3 separate regions of the Sus scrofa genome follow, and all the other regions are linked to region 2. A link is a contact called in public Hi-C data. All regions are on one chromosome and are shown on one strand. The core of a region is the stretch at or near the end of the contact, and the rest is flanking DNA. Distances in the headings are between cores, read along the strand shown.

The links. Hi-C and Micro-C count contacts between places; a contact is called where the count stands out from the background.
Region 1: a Hi-C map of embryonic fibroblasts shows a contact between it and region 2, with 2.0 times the contacts expected there. The contact joins the enhancer-like site here to the promoter of SLCO3A1 in region 2. A contact is called at or near these places in 2 of 5 promoter capture datasets (fetal liver and liver), 5 of 47 Hi-C or Micro-C datasets (embryonic fibroblasts, fetal heart ventricle and mesenchymal stem cells) and 1 of 2 datasets of contacts at active chromatin or transcription factors (skeletal muscle).
Region 3: a contact with region 2 is called in a Hi-C map of retroperitoneal adipose tissue, with 2.5 times the contacts expected there. The contact joins the enhancer-like site here to the promoter of SLCO3A1 in region 2. A contact is called at or near these places in 3 of 5 promoter capture datasets (fetal liver, fetal skeletal muscle and liver), 20 of 47 Hi-C or Micro-C datasets (alveolar macrophages, brain, embryonic fibroblasts and 11 more) and 1 of 2 datasets of contacts at active chromatin or transcription factors (skeletal muscle).

What each region holds. Positions count from the first base shown.
Region 1 is chr7:87,250,602-87,253,301 of Sscrofa11.1, forward strand. No RefSeq gene overlaps it. Among named protein-coding and RNA genes, the nearest start is that of SLCO3A1, 150 kb to the left of the region's middle. Within about 2 kb of position 1,355, at least 12 of the 83 cell types and tissues checked have an H3K27ac peak or open chromatin away from gene starts, as enhancers often do. A contact at or near this core is called in embryonic fibroblasts, where this site is marked.
Region 2 is chr7:87,102,018-87,104,717 of Sscrofa11.1, forward strand. SLCO3A1 (solute carrier organic anion transporter family member 3A1) reads right to left here and starts at 1,294. Exons shown (of 10, transcript XM_021099372.1): 1 at 913-1,294. The coding sequence starts at 1,092.
Region 3 is chr7:86,868,075-86,870,774 of Sscrofa11.1, forward strand. The region is part of intron 2 of SLCO3A1 (solute carrier organic anion transporter family member 3A1); the gene reads right to left. Among named protein-coding and RNA genes, the nearest start is that of SLCO3A1, 230 kb to the right of the region's middle. Within about 2 kb of position 1,372, at least 25 of the 83 cell types and tissues checked have an H3K27ac peak or open chromatin away from gene starts, as enhancers often do. A contact at or near this core is called in mesenteric adipose tissue, omental adipose tissue, retroperitoneal adipose tissue and 1 more, where this site is marked.

The DNA of each region.
Region 1 (2,700 bases), core at 105-2,604, 150 kb after region 2:
GACCTCAAGCTTAGGGAGAACAGGGTGTCCACAAAGCTTGAATTAACTCAAGGAATAGAACAATGGTCAGCAGAGCACACTGGGCACACGAAGGTTCTATGCCTTGGCTGATGCTCTATTTAGGCATGAATGGTAGGTGAGGCAGCAACATTTTTGCCCAGTGAAAGAGAATGCAACTTTCTAGCTCTGGTGAGAATCCCAGAGGCCTGCTTGAGAATGCAAGCTTTCAGTCTGAATTTTTCACTTTTTCTGTGTAAGAAATGATTCAGCTCTTGTCTCTCTTCAGCATCACTTACAATTATGAAAGTTGAGAGAAGAAGAGCAAGAATGAAATTATACCTCGTGTCACTGAAAAGCATATCCTTTACCTCCTAAAATAGATAACTTGTCCAGAAAGCACTAAGCAGGTTCTAAAAGCTGTCACTCCCTCACTTTGTAATGATGGTGAAAGGAGTCATGTAGAATAAGATAAATATTAACAGTTTGATAATGTCTTCCTATTCCAAACACTCTGCACTGCTTCCAATCATGTGATACATATATTAACTCAACAGGCGTTTATTTCACTGATTATAGTGAGTGAAAATTTATAAAATAATGTATAGCATTTATGAGTAAAACTTCTAAAAGGGAGTAAGCAATAACTACAGTATAAGAATTCAGTTGGAGCTGCCTGGGGTAAGGAGAATGAAAGTAAAGCTAGATAGAACTCTGGAATCCTTTGTTAAACCGGTGACAGTGTGGGAAGGATTCCAGAGACAAATGCATGAGCCCTAAGATGTGAGGCATTTGCCACTTCGGCCTCAGGTTCTTCATCTGAAAACTGCTCCTGGTAATTGAATTGCCTGAGACCCTGTAGGATCCCTTCCACTTCAAGGATTCAGTGCATTTTGCTCTAAGGTTTGTCCTGTTCTCATAGGACATATCACGGCTCACAGGTTACAGGGAATCTGTCTCCATGAAAGACACAGATTGCTTTGGGGGCTAACTTAAGCCCCCTAAGTGAAGTATCTGGCAAAGACAGACATATGAAATCATACTGTTCAAAATAAAGGGGCAAGGCGCTACTTCTTTCTATTTTAAACAAAACATAACTTCATCAGGATAGTGCCTAGAAACAATTATTTAAATTTTAGATCTTCCCAAAGAGTCTGCAAGAATATGCACAATAAAAGGAGATTGTTGGAGGAGCCACAAAATTCTAAGGACATTGCCGACACAACCAGAGTGAACCTGGAGGCACACTGTTAACTCCCATCAGCTGTGAAAAATGAAGCAGCTCATGAACAATGAAGAATGAACTGGCCTCTCCAGCACTGGCAAAGCCCAGGGAGCAGCCTGGTGTGACTCACTATCCTTCTGGGGTGGGGACACAGCCTAGGGAAATCACTTCTGGGATGCAGACTCCCACAAGAAAACCACTGGCATGATGATCTCTTAGAGCAAGTTTCCAAAGATGAGTCCAAAAAAAAAGCATTCCCAATTTCTCCATCCCTCAGCAATACTTTGGAATCATCTCTTTCTCATTTGCTCCGGATGCCCAGACCCCACGAATGACTTTCCTGACATTGTGCTACATTAACCTCTCATTGGAGGCAGCTGCTTTCTGTGATTCAAAGATTGGGGGTGGGGGGGCGGTGTCAGGGAAAGCAAAACAAAACCTAATATTGCAGGAAGCTGTAAATGTAGGCCAGGACGTAGCTTCCACCACCAGTCCATCTGCCTCCAGGACTGAATCTTATCTGATCATTTCCATGGCAACAGCTGTGGGATTAGAATAGGATGAAGGCTTAGGAAGAGTTGCTGGAATTCAGTCATAGACCAGTGAGGATTATTTAACTACACACTTGCGTTGCTATGGAAACACAAATTTACAAATCAGGCAGGATTTTTGTAGCTCAGTAGCACAGTATTATATTCTTAGGGCTGCTTCAAATCCCCCAATTCCATCTCCTCTCCCATAGGGTGGGGGGGAGGATTTGGGGGAAATAGCCCACCAGATACAATTTAATTATTCCTCAGATACTTTCTCTTTGAATTTTAAAAGTAGAAACAGGAATAGACTAAGACTAGGACCAAAGCAATTTTCTTAAAATGCTTTTCCATTTTACTTATATTTAAATTTTTTTAATACTTATTGTGTATTTTTATTTTTTCATTTTTAAATTTTATTTTTATTATAGTTCATTTACAGCACTGTGTCAATTCCTGCTGCACAGCATAGTATTTTTTAAAGACAAATTCAACTTAGTCTAAAGAAAGAATGTAAAAGAGGAGTTCTCGTGGTGGCGCAGTGGTTAACGAATCCAAGTAGGAACCATGAGGTTGCCGGTTTGATCCCTGGCCTTGCTCAGTGGGTTAAGGATCCGGTGTTGCTGTGAGCTGCGGTGTAAGTTGCGGACACAGCTCAGATCTGGCGTTGCTGTGGCTGTGGTATAGGCTATTGGCTACAGCTAAGATTGGACCCCTAGCCTGGGAACCTCCATATAGCTCAGGAAGTGGCCCTAGAAAAAAAACAAAATGACAAAAAAAAAAAGAGAAAAGAACATAAAAGATATGATGGTGAGCATATTCATCTAAGGGTCATCTAAGTACCATGTAAGTCCAAGCCAAAATCATGCTGATTTCAAAAATGATGTTTCAATATTGTAAATCAATTGTACTTCAATAAAAAATAAAAAAATTTAAAATGATGTTTAT
Region 2 (2,700 bases), core at 44-2,543:
CTGGAAGTGCACTCTCTCCAACCCAAGTTGGGAACACCTGCGCGGGGCAGGAGGCATCGGTAAAGTAGGTATTTGACAGTGCTGAGTCATTACAAGCTGTTTCCTCTGAAATGCACCCCTGGCTATTTCAGCATTAATATCCCCCTTTCGGAAGGCAAATGAAAGCAGTGTATATTGTGCACAATAATACAATACCCCCTTGTGAACCAGTTGGGGTAGGGGTAATTTAGGTCCAGGAATGGGTAGCAAAAACTACACAAACTCAGTTGCTCTCAAGGTACTATAACTTCATCCCAGACGCTGAGAGATGGCTATTAAGAAATGGAGTGGGAATATTCCCCCCGCCCCCGCCGCAGCTCCGGCTCGGATCGGGGCCACATTCGGACGCATTTTACTCTAAACTGTTAAATCCCTCCGTAATTGGCGAATGGAGAGCGCCTGGAGAAAATGATGCATAATGGATTTGTTCGCCAGGCGGATGGAACGGAGAGTAGAGGACGCAGGATGCTAAGGGGCTTTTCTTTCTACGTACAGGTCACCTGAAAACCGCGAAGCCTTCCTCTCCAGGAGAGCTCCTGAACTCACCCTCTGGCTGTGCTTTCAAGAAGGGAGAAGAACGGCTTCACACCCACCTGCCCGCCGCCTCTCCTGCCCGGTCCCCCCCTCCCCAGCCTCCGCCAGCCGCGCGAGCAGCTGCCGGCATCCCCGGTCCCGCCGGCTCCCCGTTCGCTCAGCAGCCGGAGCCGGCAGCTCCCCCGGCGGCCGCCTCTGCACCACTCGCCAACCTCCACACCGGGCGGAGGTCATGCCCGCCTGCCCCCGGCGCCCGGGCTGCCCCTCCTCGCATCAGCCGAACACCCGGGAGCTGGGCTGGGGAAGGGGCCCCACGGCGGAGTTGGCACGGGGACTCACCAGGTAGGCGCCCACCGTGCCCTGCGCTAGCATCAGGGCGCACTCGGACACCAGGAAGATCTTGATGTTGGAGAAGCAGGACACCTTCTTTTTCTTCTTCTTGTTCCTCTGCGCCTCGTCCCCTTGCAGCTCGCCGCTCCGGCCGCCGCCCGACGAGCCGCCCGGCTTCTTCCCCTGCATCCTTCCCCCGGCCGCCGCTGCCGCTACCGCCGCCGCCGCTTTCCCGCTCGCCCCGGGAGTCGGGGCCGCTGCCGGGCGGGGGTGCGCGCGGCGAGGCTGCGTGCTGTCTCCGCCCCGGGCCCGCGGCAACCGCCCCCGTCCTGCCGGGGCTGGAAAGGTGGAAGGCAAGGCTCCTCGCAGCCGCAGCCGCCGCCGCCGTCGCCGCCGCTGCCGCGCTCGCCCCCTTCCTCCTCCTCCGCCCTCCCCCCCGCCTCCTCCTCCGACTCAGGCTGTGCCAATCACAGGGGCTCCTCGCGCCGCCCGCCGCCGCCGCCTCGCCGCCCGCGGACGCCCGCCACTGCCATCGCCTGCTTCCCGTCGCCGGCGGGCCGCGCCTGCCCTCGCTTCCCCTGCTTCTGCCGCGAGGCCCGGGCCTCGATCGCCGCTCTACGCCTCCGCCGCGCAGCTCCCTGCTGCCTGTGCGTCCTCGGGGAGGTGTGAGAGTACCGGACCGGGGCGCCAAGCGCGGCCGCGCGGCCGAGGTTGGGAGGGTCCCGGTGCCCAAAGGACGTGGGAGAGGGGGAGTCCTTGTGGAGTAAGGGAGGAGGTGCCCCAGCGGGAGGAAGGCAATGCCCGACCCCCAGATGGCGCTGCGGGGCCCGGGGCGCCGCCGTAGACACCGGATGGTACTGCAGGAGGAACTCAGGGCGCCGAGACGGGGTGCGGAGGCGCCCCCCTAGGGCGGGGACGTAGAGTTCGGGCAACAGGACTCTAGACCGGAGAAGAGGGGTGGTTTCTAGGAAGAAAGATAAGATCGAGTACCCAAGAAAAGGTTGGGGCGCATCCTTCACCTCCGCCCGGGTATTTCGGGGACACACACATGTTGCACTTTGGGGCTTGGGGAGGTGACAGAGGTCAGAGCTGTTGAGGCATCTGCGGCCTACCGGTCTCTGCTTCTGCTCTCCTGGGCCACTGGGTGTACCTCATGAGCCGGAGACCCAAAGGAGAGAAAAGAACCAAACCACAGCAAAAGGGAAGTTCCGTTAATCCTTCGGGAGCCTCTCAGACTATCTGTGGCCTCCAGCCAGTGTTTAGGTGGCTGCAGGGTCGCAGTGACCCCAGCGGAGCGCCTGGAGCCCATCCTCAAGAATGATGGAGCAGCGATGCTGGAGCCAGGCAGAGGTGATAAGCCACAGGCCTGCCTTTGTCCCCACCCCTTCCCTATCTTTGTGGTTCAGGCCACCTTCCTTGGCCGATTTTTTTTTTTTTTTTTTTTTTTTTTTTTTTTTTTTTTTTTTTTTTTTTTTGGCCTGCAATGGCCCTAGATCGGCTGTAGCCCCCACGCCACCGCCTGCCTCCCCTCATCCGGCGCCTGGCAGGCCCCCCCCCATGGCCTCGACGACCCGCCCAGGCAGCAGCTGCTCTTTCTAATCATTACCAGGAGTTTGGGCCACAAGGCACGACCAGTAGGACCGATAGTCCTCAGACAGCTTTTGGAAGTTCAGAGGAGACTGGAAAGGACTGGACAAGTACCCAAGAAGTACTCAGCATCTTCCACCTGGACTACTGGGGGCTCAACCAATCATTTGAAAAGCCTTTTCTTAATCGTTTCAAAGAAAATGACCCACT
Region 3 (2,700 bases), core at 122-2,621, 230 kb before region 2:
TTACGGATCCGGCATTCCCGTGGGCTGTGGTGTAGGTCACAGATGTGGCTCAGATCTTATGTTGCTGTGGCTGTGGTGTAGGCTGGAGGCTACAACTCCAATTGGACCCCTAGCCTGGGAACCTTCATATGTCACGGGTGTGGCCCTTAAAAGACCAAAAAAAAAAAAAAAAAAAAAAAAAAAATCAGACAGGATCTCATGGTGAAGCCTTTGGAAACAGCCAGACATGTCTGGGAACAAGAATATCCGCCTTGCAGGACAGTGAGACTTAGAGGTAGTGCGTGCAAAGCTTCTGGTACCTAGACTATACATGCTTTCTAGAATTTTCTTTGTGTCTTTGGGATGATGAGTCCAAGACAGGAGGCCTGCAGGGCTGGTCTTCCCAGGCATGTGCCTGCTTCCTTAGCTGGTCTCAGAGCAATTTAGACCCTGGAGGGTCTCCTCAAGTCGGCAGCAAGCAGGAAGCTGGGGTCGACTGTGGCTCTTCCCCACTAGAGGGCAGCGCCGGCTCAGAAGAGAGAGAGAGCTCAGGTTTGCAGAACTTCCTTGTCCAACTGCCCACCAAGCCCTCAGTCAGAGAATTGCTTTTCTCTTCTCTCACTTGCCTTCCGTGCCCTCAATTTATCTAAATGTATTCTTCCATCTCGAAATCTGCAGGCTGAAATTTCTCCTCTAAGAAGGAACATTCTGCATCATACGTACATGAATAAAACATGATGCATAAACAGCAGGCAGCCTGCAAAACATGCGATACCTATTTATCCGGTGGCCTCTGCCAACAGCCTGACAGCATTACATAACTGCCCTTGCTTAGCTAGGAGGGGGAGGGGGAGGCGGAGGGGAGAGGATGAAGGGGTGACCATTTGCTGAACACAGATAATGGGCCAGACAGTGCACGCAATTGGTGTAATAGCATTGTCCCCATGGCAAAGTTTATAAACAAAACTAAATAAAACACTCATGTTGCTAAGGCTGCCAGAGCTTACGGGCCCCTCCCACCAGTATCATACATGTTGCCTCCAAGGTCAGCTATGTTACTGGGTCTCAAAGTTGGGTGCATTTTAGAATCACCTGGGAAACTTAATACTAACCCCCAGGCCCTGCCCCCTGAGAGCTGATGTAGGGGGTCTGGGGTGCAGCCCAGGCCTGGGGATTTTTTTTCCAGGCTCTCCAGGTGATTCTATGTGCAGCCAAGTTGAGAAGCACTGGCCCTGCCCTTGCTGACCTTGCCCAAGGAATCAGCTGGGACCCAAAATGCATCTAGGCATGTGGGAAAAGGGAAGGATGTCAGAGCCATCTGATGTCAGCTCTGCGAGGTGGAGGCATGTGGCCAGACCTGGTCACCGTGCATAGTGGCAGAACCCAAGTTGCTCTTGTGCAGCCAGCCAAAGCAGCCCTGCATGCCACCACAACTGTGCGCTCCGCTCCAGAACCCTGCCTGGCATACCCGACCTCGGTGCTGCCTGTGTTCCAGGCTTCCCTGCTGGTTTTCAACCCAGCTTCTCGCTTTCCTCCAGGCCCTGGTCAGTGCATCAAAGCTCTCCCCTCCACTTAAAGCCTGCCTTGAATACCACCTCCTCCAAGGAGCCTTCCGAGATTTTCTTTCTTCTTCCTTCTTCTCTCTTCTGCCATGGTACCTAGTCTGAGACTTTTCCTATAGTTCTGCTTACTGTCTTCCTGGATGCAAAAATAAAGTTTCATGGAGTAGGCGTGCTGTAATAACTGTAGACTCATGGAAGGCAGAGATTTTTTTTTTTTTAAGGAAAAAAAAAATCCTATTTTCCATAGAGGGGGATGCAGTCCTTTGCCTGGACAAGGGACTCCATGTTTGTCTGTTGAACCATGAACTGATGACCACCCAGTCCCAGGAGAGGCGGGGAGCCCTGGCACCCTGGAGAACCATGTATCTAATGAAAGCATCTACAAGGCCAGGATTCTTAGAATGCTCGGCAAGAGTCAGTAATTGGTCAAAGCTACAGTTGTTGCTGGTCTTGTTTCTCAGTCCAGCTAAGAGAAGCTTCTCTCCCCACCCTCCTGCCCAGCAGGGCCTCGCCAGGGTGAGGGCACATGTCTCTTTGTCTGGCCAGCTGCTGGGCCTCTGGATGTGACGCCCACTATCAGGAGGAGCCAGGCCATGACTCCTCATACAGAGCCCCGTGGGGCTGAAGTGTCACAGCTGGAACTACCAGCACATCGCTTTCTTTGCGGCAGGTACCGAGGAGCAGGGCTGGAGCTGGCTGGCTCTCTTCAAAGCAAGTGAGATCGGCCTGCCCTTCCTCATCCCCCGTGAAAGCCCCGGGAAAGCTGTGGGTCCAAGCATGCTGAGACCACACTGGCTGATGAAATGAGAAAAGGCTGCGGGCAGAGCAAGGGCCAGGAAGCCACGAGCCACACAAGCAGGAAACCCACTCTAATAAACAAGAGACTGCTTCTTCCTGAAGGGCCCACATCCTGTTTGCAAGCTAAGTAGGGTCTTCCCAGAAGTTCTCTCTAGAGATCCTCTGAGCTCGAAGGGCAGCAGGGTTCCTGGCTTCCTGTTGTTCCTGCCCTTTGCCTCCAGCAGGGGGCAGTGGAGAGATGGCCCGGCCTGGAGTCCTCCAGAGTCAGCTTGGGTGCAGAGCCACTACAGAAGGAGGCTGTGCTCAAGGCACTCACCCTCCCTCAGCCTTGGCATCTCCAGCTGTCAAATGGAGCAAGCAC